2 separate regions of the Columba livia genome follow, and region 1 is linked to region 2. The links are chromatin contacts, called in public Hi-C maps. All regions are on one chromosome and are shown on one strand. The core of a region is the stretch at or near the end of the contact, and the rest is flanking DNA. Distances in the headings are between cores, read along the strand shown.

Evidence for each region. A called contact is a pair of places that touch in the nucleus more often than the background predicts.
Region 1: a contact with region 2 is called in a Hi-C map of liver, with 2.4 times the contacts expected there. The contact joins the promoter of SYNDIG1L here to the enhancer-like site in region 2. A contact is called at or near these places in 2 of 2 Hi-C or Micro-C datasets (crop and liver).

The regions. Positions count from the first base shown.
Region 1 is chr5:25,752,347-25,757,566 of bColLiv1.pat.W.v2, reverse strand. It overlaps SYNDIG1L (synapse differentiation inducing 1 like), which reads right to left and starts at 3,464. Exons shown (of 4, transcript XM_005502335.4): 1 at 2,949-3,464.
Region 2 is chr5:25,617,276-25,622,757 of bColLiv1.pat.W.v2, reverse strand. No RefSeq gene overlaps it. Among named protein-coding and RNA genes, the nearest start is that of LTBP2, 16 kb to the left of the region's middle. Within about 2 kb of position 3,452, at least 1 of the 3 cell types and tissues checked has an H3K27ac peak away from gene starts, as active enhancers do.

The DNA of each region.
Region 1 (5,220 bases), core at 2,215-4,714, 130 kb before region 2:
AAGATGTTAAATTACTACTCGAGTCAATAGGTGCAAGCCAAACCAAATGTGAAGCCTCTCTTTAATATTTGTTATTGCCAAAGAAATGGAATCCTTGTGTGGAGATGTGCCCTCTGTATTTAAGGAGGAGCAGTTCACACTGACGGGAGCCATGGGAGAGCTTTATTCTGTCTTCAGCAATACAGCTAGAAGTAAGGCAGCAGCTGCCCCTGGCCTTCCCATGGCTCTTTTCTGTCCCACAGTCCTGGGGGGCCAGAAGCATGCAGAGGATGATGCTAAATTATCTTCCATATGGTATGGAAAGAGACACCACAAAACGATGATGTGTTTTCTTTCCCTTGTCTGTGTTAAGTCCCAACCATGCCTGTCTGAGGGGCACTCTGGGCTGCTCCTGCCTCTGCCATATGGATGCTTCTCCTCTCTTCCTGGCCTATTTCTCTTCCCTGCCCACATCACCGCTGGATTTAGACCAGCCCTTCCTGGGACTGGGCTCAGGCTGCTGCTTGTTCCCATCCGGAGTCATAGCATGTTACAGGAGGTGGCTCTGCTCTGGTTGAGCAGCACCAGCAGTCCTGCATGGGCTGAGCAAGGACGTCCTGCTTGTGCAAACATGTCCCTGCTGTGTGCGGACAAGCCCCAGCACCCTCCGTCTTGCCTTGCTCTCCCACCCCAGAGGCGCTGGGGAGCCAGAAGGGTTTGCCAAGAAACCTCTGCCCAGCTGTGGAGCAGCACTAGGCAGCTGCCAAACATGGTGTCTCATCTCTGAGCTGGTGTACCTGTGCCCTGGGACAATTTTTTTCATGCCAGCAGTTCAGTTTCCAGACACAAAGCTTGGAGATCAATCCTGTGACCAGCTCTGCTTTTCAAAGGATACCTGAAGTGTTTCAATTTAAAAGGAAGCTGGTTTAAGTGGTGCACCCAAAAAACACTGGGGATCAGTGGAGCCTCCCCTTCCAGGCTGAGCAAAGCATTTGGGCTGGTTTGCTGCTTTTTTAACTAAGAGAAGCAGCAACAGAAAGACAATTTGGAGGAATTCTATAATGGAGGGGTTTTTTTCCCTCTCTAATGCTATGGCTTGGACCTTCAGCCAGAAAAATTAATCATTCACCCATCTCTAACTCTACAGATAGAGAATTACTGGATGATGACCTTGCCTGAAATTGCCCCCTGAAAGCAGCAGTAGAACGATGTCCTGCAAGCGGTGTCTGGCAGTCCCAGGCTGGGGTACAGGGCTTTAGGAAATAGGCAGAAAGAGCCAAAGTCTGCCTGATTCAGGGACCATGCTTGCTAGGGAGCTGGAAAACAATTCCAAGCATAGATAGTAAATTGGAAGGAGGGCAATGAAGGGGTAAGAGAGACTTGAGGAAGCACCACAGTGTATCAATGTCTGTGGGGATGGGGTGGCACCAGAGGCACCCAGCAGGCAGAGCGGTGGTCAGGAAGGGGAGAGCTTTGGGCTGCCTGTCGAGGTCAAGGATGCTCCTGGAAAGCTGCAAGCACATCCCATCCCATGCAGCAGGTCTGTAAAGGGGGCAGCCGAACCACGAGGGCCTGAAGTGCCCAGGCCCGTGCTGGGGGTCCATTCTGTACAGCCCACATGCTGCCTGGCTGGGCAGGACTGGCCCCTCTGGAGCTTGTTCTGCCGAGCTTGCTAGTGGCAAAGGAGGATTTTAGTGGACAAGGTTTTGCCAAGTGCTTGGTTGCCTCTCCACAAGCAATGGCGACGTCTGCAGGCCAGGCTGAGGTCTGGGAGGGGTTGGGTACCATGCAAAAGCCCGGATCTGCTGCAAAAATTCAGTGTGCTGGAGCTGCAGCAAATTACTCATTCTTTAATAATGGTGTTTATTACCTGCCTCTGATGGTGGTTCAGGGAGCCAAAGTGAAGCGGATTCAGCTCCCCGAAGCTTTAGCTCTGACAGCCATTTTCATTACACAAGAAACTTTTGCTGGAGAAATGCAGTCACTACATTTTGGCTTGGGTAATTCCTTTTCCTGACAGCCTACAAAGTAACCAGCTATTATCCCCTGGGGACCAAGGCTTTTTTTTCCTGGTGCATTACAGGCAGGCTCAGACCCTGCTCCTCTGGTTATCCCTGGTATTTATATAGCGCTACCTTCCTCCTGGGAAAAAGGTTTCTACTGGTGGCAGATCCTGAGCTCATGTAAAAGGGAATTTATTTTTTTCAGAAGCAAAGCAGACAGCCCGGTAAAGTGGGTTTGGGGACAGCAGCATGGCTTTTGTGAAACCTGCAGCAGCTTCGGAGAAGGAATTATAAACAGGTGCCGGACAGAGACAGAAAGCGTTTCCCTTTGAAACTCCTGAACGTGTGGCTCTTTCCCCAGATTCAATCTGAGAGGGCATCCACAGGGCTATGGGGAGATTATGCTGTTGAGGCAAGTCGTTTCCTTGCCACAGTTCATGGCACTGAAAGTGGCCCTCTCGATTGAGGTCCCTGGACTGTTCCCCTGCCCAGGTGCATCCCAGGGACGCACCCTGGGGTGGCCAGTGGCAGGGTGGCTCCCACCGGCTGCTGAAGCTTCTCAGCAGAAGGAAAACCACCCCCAAACTTCAGCCAGGGGCTGACCTGCCTCCCAGGGAGGGAGCCCTGATGGCTGTCTGGGTCCAAGGTGCCATTGCAGTTGCTCTGACATATCTGGCCTCCAAAACTTTTGCTGAAATCCTTACATTTCACCCACCCCAGAGCCTCAGATCAGGTAATTTTGTCCTGGTTTCTCCAGGGTGCAGCCTTTCAGCTTTACAGCCCCCCACATATTTTCCAACCCCCATGGGCCAACCTGAGCTTGGTGCCAGGCTGGCTTCTCCTGGGGTCCTGCTGCTGCCCCATGGGAACAGCCTGGCGACACGGGGGATGAGCACCATGACCCCCCAGGAAAGCCACCCACTTGGCTCCAAGCAGTGATGTGCCCATCCGAGAACAGTTCCTTACCTGCATGTGGAGGAAGGGCTCACCCACCAAGTTGTAGCATCGGCGGCAGAAGTGGAGCGCTGGCGGCAGGCATGACCGCGGCCAGCAGCAGCTCGGCTGCGGGGATGCCGCGGCCTGTCACCCGGGTGGGCTGGCGTCCAGCAGCTCTGCGGCGGGCCCAGCCGTGGGCTGTGGGGAGCGGTGGGAGCGGCGTGGCGGAGCCCCAGCCAGCGCTGGGGTGTGCAGCAGAGCACCAGGCAGTGCGCGGGGCTGTGCAGCAGCAGCAAAGCCCTCTAGCTGCAGCAAAACCGTACTTCACGTTCGTGTCCAGAGACCCCCGTTTGCTCACTCTCTCGCTTGCATGCTCTCGCACGCTGGCTGTGGCACCACCAGGTCCTAAGGCTCACTAATGAGAGCTGTGCATTGCAACCGCTCCTCTTCTACTGCGTCCTCCTGATGTGATATCTTTCCCTGCTGGTTTAGATAAGAAGAAAGAAACTCTCTCTCTCTTCTGCTCACTGCATTTCCCAGGGCACAGCCCTTCCCACTCCCCCGGCAAGGGAATGACCCAGTGCCAGCAAGCGGAGTTTAAAGGAAAAGGATAAATGGGATTTCTCACTGCCAGAGCTGGTGCTGAGGGGTCAGGCAGCTTAACCTGGGGGCTGCATCCCTGGGGTAGGCAGCTTGTTTGTTGGCTCAGCCAGGTGTTTGTCTGCCTTGCTCCAGAAGGACCTGTGTGGGATGTTGATTTACCTCACACACACCTGGGCACCACTCTGGTTAGTGGAGTTAATCCCAGTTTGCTCCAGCACAGCAGGAGTCAACACCGCAGCCCCCACAGCCCATGCTTCCCACACCCCCTCCCCTGACCCTGGCAATGCCCCGGGGAGCCCGTGCTGCTCCCCCACACTCTGGCAGCTCTCCAAGTCCTTCGCTCTGTTTTAATTTGCTCCTAAACTCCCCAGGTGCCTCCCCAGTGGCTCCCCCAGCTCAGGAGCACCCAGCACCAGGGCGAATGCTGTCAGATGTGCATGCAGCTGAAGCCTGGTCCAGCCAGGGGGATCTCTGCTCACACGTGGGCAGAGCTGCCTGCCCTCGCCTGTCCCCAGTGCCACTCTGCCCGGGAGTGGACCATGCCATGCAGACGCTGGTGTGACCCACAGCCAACCGTGCCCACCACTCACACTACCTACCCAGTGGTTGCCCCTCACAGCCTGCACTGGGGCCCCCTTGGGGCCACCCTGTGGCTTCTCAGGACAAAGTGCCTTTCTGGAGGCCTGAGCTTGTCTCCAACATCCCCTAACTTCTTCCAGGTGCTGAATTGACAGGTGATGGGTTATGTGCCAGGGTAGGTGGGTACTGAGGTCCCATTCCCAGAGGGGCTGGGACTCTGGCTAAGGGAGGAGATGGCAGGTCAGCTTCCCCTCTGCTCCAGCTTCTAGAGAGGTACATGTCTTGCCAGTAGCAGCTGCCAGATCCTTTTGCAAAACTGGAGGAGCTGGCTGGATTACATGGGTTAATGTTGGGACCGAAGGGCCTGTGTTCCCTGAAGAAGCAGTGATAGGTGTCCAGCTTTCCCTCCCTGGGGGTGATCTGTATGTCCTGCTGTCAGCATCTTCCAGCGGGTCTGGGAAGTACATGAACCCAAAATGCCAGCTCCGGGCTGGGGGGCTCAGCTGGCAGGTTGTCTTCCGGGATGTCAGCTGGAGCGCAGAGTTGCTGCTATGAACAGAGTGACGCCCAGGGAAAAGGTGTCCCTGCCAGCCAGACCCAGCCAGCATAGCTTGCGGGGGCACTGAGAAGGGAATAATCCATCCACAATCCCTAGGGAGTGGGACAGACAACAAAGGGCTTGGGATGCGGCAAAGATTTGGCATCTCTGTCGTCTGAGGTCTGTCAGTTCAGGTTAGAGGCATCCTTTGGGAATGGCCTTGGCAGGAAATGCCTCTCCTTGGGGAAGAGGGACAGAGCAGGCCCCTCACAATGGCTTCTTCAGTGACTCTGACTCAGCCAAACTCTCAGTGGGTGTGAAGCAAAGCCCTGGCCATGCGTGCCCCTAAACACGGAGGTGTTTGCAAGCAGAGCTCAGGTCCCCAGTCCTCTGTGAGATCAGGGTGAGCTGCAGCCCTGTGAGGAAGCGGAGGAAGCAGTGGGAGGCAGTGCGATGTGCTGTTGCGTGGCTGGGAACAAGGAGGTTTGGTGACAATTGCCTTACCTGGTTGAGAGTCACCCTAAGGGTCCTCCTCACGTCCCCAGGACCCCACTTTCCCTGCCCTGCTGTTTGCCTCAGTTA
Region 2 (5,482 bases), core at 2,203-4,702:
GCACTGAAAGAACCCAGTACCTGTGGGTGCTACAGCGAGAGGTACCATGAGGTCAGACCTTTCTATCGCTACAGCTGCAGAGATTTCCCTCTTTCCATCTGTCTCCCTACCATCTGCTGAGATGACTGCAGGGGAGAGGAGGTTTGCAAGGGTCACTCTTGGGCCAAAGCAGATGGAAAGGACCTGCTGTGAGCATTTTACTAGAGATGGGCCAGACAGCTGCAACATGCCCCCCGGCTCCCCAGCCCTGCAGAGGGCTTACTGGGATGCAGCGCACAGAGAGTCCCAGGGCCACGGGCACTGGCTCACAGCTGCACACACTGCCCTGGAGGGCTCGCAAGGACAGGGGGCTGCAGCTGGACAAAGGAGTGAATTAATAAGCTGTTTAAATCCTTCAGCAGAGGCCTGAACTAACAGATGCTGCCAGGAGCTGGTCCCACCCCCTCCTGGGGACTGTCCTTCTGGTCAGAGAAAGATTTTCACAGTGCTTCCAGAGAGGGAGAACCAGCAGCACTTTTGTTTGATACACAGAGCTCCAGGGCCGCCTTCTCCTCCTGTGCCTTTGAACCTGCTCCAGACTTCTCAGCCCTCCAGGCCTCCAAACCTGGCCTGCTGTGGACCTAATTAACTCCCTTGATCATTTATGGTCTTTTGTCACTAAGGCAAGTAACAGGTGAACAGAGGCAGCAGATCCTCACGTGTGTTCACATGGACTCAACTGCTTCCTTTGGTCTGCTGATGAAGCTCTCTCCTGCCTGCCAAGGGTGCCCACGGTCCCTTCTCTGCAGCCAACCACTTCAGAGGGGCTGAGGAGAACACACAGCCTCCCTGCTTCCAGCAAGCTCCCTCAGTACCATTGCAGCCATCAGAAAACACCAGAGTCTTCTCAGAGCATGACACCTTTGAACTCAAGCAAGAAGACCACGGATGACACCATAACCCTGTCTCCTTTGCTAGCACCAAGACACCCCTGAGGGTTTCTCATCGCTCCCTGTTGTTTGCACATTTGCTCATGCACCCACACACGCTCAGAAGCCTCTGGCTCAGCAGGCCAGGCACAGGCACCAGGCCTGATGGTGATGCTGCCACAGTAGTTTCTCCCCTCATTGGTATCCATTCAGGTTTGCACAAAGCCGGACGGATTTAAGAACCTGACCCCACTGATCTTTTACCCATGTTCCCTGGCACCACAAGGATGGAGGGCGGCAGGGCCTTTCACAGGAGGACGCCTGGGCAGGATTATCTTGGGGTTCCTGGACCAAACAGGCAGCTCCTCAGTCTTTGGAAACCTTCCTTGCCTTTGTTCCTTGACCTTCTAGGGCTGGGGGAAGGGATCCCAATGAACATGTTTGTGCTGTTCTTCTTAATAGGGTGTTGTGTAACACAGAGGAAAGTGACTACACCGGGGACCCCAGCTGAGAACAGAGACTTTAATCCTGCTGCCCAGGGAAAACTTGGAAAAAATACCTACATCTGTTCTGTTGCATTAGGCTCATGGCTCAGAGGCTGACAGCTGACGCTGGCTGCTCATGATGCCAAGGTACAGCCCCTGCCAAACAGTGCCAGGGTAAATTACCATGACTGATTAGAAAGGCAAAAGGCAGCCAGAGAAAACTGGGGAGGGAGATCTCCCTGTGCAGGTTTCTGGAGAAGGCAAAGACAGAATGCATAAGAGCACTTTGTCTTCTCCTCTGCCACATTGGCAAACAGAGCAAAGAATGAGCAATAGTGGAAGAGAACAAGGCAGGGGAAGAGATGCAGGGAAAGGGCTGAAGGTAAGGAGGCAGAGAAGAAACCACAGCTGCATCCACCTCTTCACGGTGCTCACTAAGGATGGGCTTCAGGAGACAACCCTCCTAAATTAAACTTGTGCTAGGCTGGGGCCATGGAGGAAGAAAGGTGCTCTTGTGTCTATAACCGGGGTTTAAAGGCTCGAGAAGCATACGGGGCAGATGCTGGCCTCGCAGAGCAGTGCACACTCTCCCTGCTGTCAGTTCTGCCAGCTCTGGGACATGTAAGAACACAAGTGTGGGGCTCCCTGACCCAGCACTCCAACACAGCTCCTTTCCAGGCTCAGGCTTTGTCATCACCTCACATCCACCCAACAGCTCAGAAAGGAGTATAAAGGAAATAAACTATCCAGGGAACAGAACACCACTACTGAAATTTGGCTAACAGCAGACACCTAGATGTTCTGGAAATATGTCAAAGGCTTCTCACCATATTTGGCAGGTCTTTCCATTGATAGGCCTACTGGGAACACGGTAGGTGCTGCCCTGGGACCACAGGGCATGAGGGAGAGGCCCTTCTCTGTGCAGCCCCTTTGACAGGCACAGCAGGACACTGAAGGTGGCCCTCCCCGAGGTGGGAGAGGATTTCTGGAAAGCCGTTAACACCCAGTTCTGTGAAGGATCTGCCTGTTCCTTTTTCAAGTATTAAATTGGCTCAACCCTAATTAGCATGACATCTATGACAGGATTAAAGCAGATTCTGCTTTCCTGCCTAGGGCCACTGGCTGCCAAACACTCCTCCAGGCCAGGATCCTCCACAGGACAGCGCGTGGCTTCAAGAGAAGCAGAAAGAAAACTCCTTTCTAACTCCTGTCTGTCACAGGCAGGTTTTGTCCCCAAAGCAGGAAGCTTTGTTTGGTTTAAATATTATTTAACCATGGATGTTTTCATTATCCACATCCATGTCACACTTTTATCCACCCTTAGGAGGGTGCTTTCCTCAGTCCATCTGTGGAGCAGACAGCTTTGGTTAGCCACGTGCTTGTTGCCTTTCAATCCCTGCTGGCTGTCGCTTTGACCTTGCTTGACAGGACAAGGGATCAGGAGGATCTGTGTTTCCTCAGCACCCTTCAGCCTTCTGTAAACTTCTAATTCAACACCACAACCTCATATCAGACTCTGGTCCTCTATCAGTCTCCACAGGCTACTTCTTCACACAATCCTTAACCTGCAGTGCTGAACCAAGTGCTTGAGGAGCAGGGATCCTACTGAGAAATGCAGCCAGGGATGCTTTCTGATCCATGAGCATGTCTGCACTAGAATCTAAAGATGCCTCTTGGGTCCAACACCACCAGTCCCATGAGTCTTTACCACCTTGCTCCCCTGCTGTTGGACCTGGTGCCTTCCCCTCTGCTCCCTACACTGCTGGGGAGCAGATCCCTCAAGGTCAGAGCCTCAGGCCTGAGCTGGCTCAGCAGTACCAAGTGCCTTTCACCTCACTAATGTGTTTGGTATGTGGCTTCTCTGAAACCCTGCCACTTCCCACTTAAATTGCAGCTCAGCCCTGCTCAGGAGTAGGAACCAGAGGGGCTGAGGCACGGCAGAGCCATCTTTCGGAAAGATATTCCCAGAGCACCTTCTAAAGCCACTTCCCACAGGCTGCTGACACTGCTAACTGCAAAGTGAGAGGTCAGCTGTGCCAAGCCACCTCCACTCAAAACCAGCCTGAGGCAGAGTGTCCAAGGCAGGCACCGCCTGTGCAGGAGCCACTGCAGGACAGTTGCCCCCTGAGGATGGTAGCAGGCTCCTTTTTTCTCTCCTGCCCCTGGAGCTGTTGCACTGCTCCAGTCACCTACTGCAGCTCATCCAAGCTCATGACAACTTCCATTGCCCCAGGTTCCCTGGAAAGTCTAGTGGTGCCTGCAGTTAATAATAAAAAAATCCATTTAGTTATAATGAGCCCTAAAAAGAGAACATCAGCTCTCCGTGCAACAGCTCAATTCTGCTTTCTGGTCCATGCATTAAAACTCCTTCTCCCCTTGCAAACTGATGACTAGTCTGTGTCTCAAAGCCTGAGGGAACACATCTAATCTGGTTAGTGTTATTGCTGTTGTTTGTTCATGTTATGCACATTATTCTAACTAAGCGATTTGTCCTTAGTCTCCTGAGAGACAGTGCTTCAGGTTAATAATACATATGAAAATCCAGCTTCCTTTCACGCATTTTAAATGTATTGCCTGTTGGAAAACAAAAGGACAAGGGGGAGTGGTGTAGCAGGGACTTGTGCAGGACCAGGGGATGCTCCCTGGACGCTCATTCACTTCTCATATGCTTCCGTTTGGTGATTAGAAGCACAGCAAGAGAATCTGCCAGACAACTCATTTGCTAGATTAAGAGATCTACTGAGCAACAACAACAAAACCCCCAGACAACAGTAACTCAAACTGCAGGGTTTCAACAGAGCTGAAGCTGGCCACTCTCAAACCTGACCAGCTCAAGTTGACTATCGGTCCCCCTCTGGTGGCCAACCAGCCACAGCCACCTTCTGTCGACAGCACAGGGCTGCCACATCGCTACCCGTCCCTGCACCGAGGCACCTTGAGCACCCCTGAGCCCCACATCCCCCAGAGCACCCCAAGCCCGGCCAGCATGGCTCTGCTCGGCAGGCGGCTGGGCAGCACGGCTTGCGAGCATGGAGCCGAGTCAGGGAGCATGGCAGCCCCAGGCACCAGGGCAGATGTCATGAAAGTCTTCTAAAGGGGAGAAGATTCATTACCAGAACAGCCAGCATCTGTTCAGCCCTCCAATGTGACAGCCTCCGGGCTACCCACAACTAGGCCCTTGATTTTTAATAGCGATACTGTGTGGCACTAGGAGCCCCCATCTTGAAACAGGGACCCATTGTCCAAGAAGCTACACAACATCCAGACACAGAGAGACTGTATGCTCTGTGGGATGGGGAATGAGATGGTAAGAAAGGACAGAAGATGAACAGGAAGAGAACAAGCAGAAGGAGACAAGACAACACTGGTCAGCATAAGTGACAGCAGTCAGTGAGATGCTCTTAATGGGTGAGGACACGCAGCACAAAAACAACAGTCCAGTGTCTTACAGAAGATAGCAACATGACATTTTTATACTATAATTTTTAGTTTCAACAATGACTACAATTGCTACCAGTGTATTGCCTGTTGTTTCCAATATAAAGGAGCCCCGGAGAGGGAAGGCTGTGTACTTCTGCCGACTGCTCTGGGCACAGACCAGGAGAAGGGGCTGCCAGTTTTCCTTAAGTAGGAATCTGAGTCTGTCCCACACCAGCAATAAAGATCTCTGCAAATCTGAGCTAGCCTCTACACAGCAAACCACTTACCCAGACAAATCTGAACCCCTTGGAGCTGGTTTCGTTTGTATTTCCTTGTGTTTCTTCACCCACTGCAATAAGCAGCACTATCTCATCTCAAGGTAACCTCACACTTCAGTTACCGAAGCACAAGAGAGCTGCAAGCAGCTGTTCCTTCTGTAAGAGATGAGATCTCCAAGATTATGCACGAAATTGCATGGGTTTACAGGCCTTCAGAATTATGTTAGCACAAATCCCCAAATTAAGGGGTGGGTACAGGCCAAGATACTTCTCGCAACTTACCAGAGAATTGCCTCGAGAGGGAGAGAAGAGTTTGCTTTTGACCACTGCAAAGTCACTCAGCTGCAAAATCACCCCAAATCACTCTAGCCTTCACATGCCTCAGAGAAAG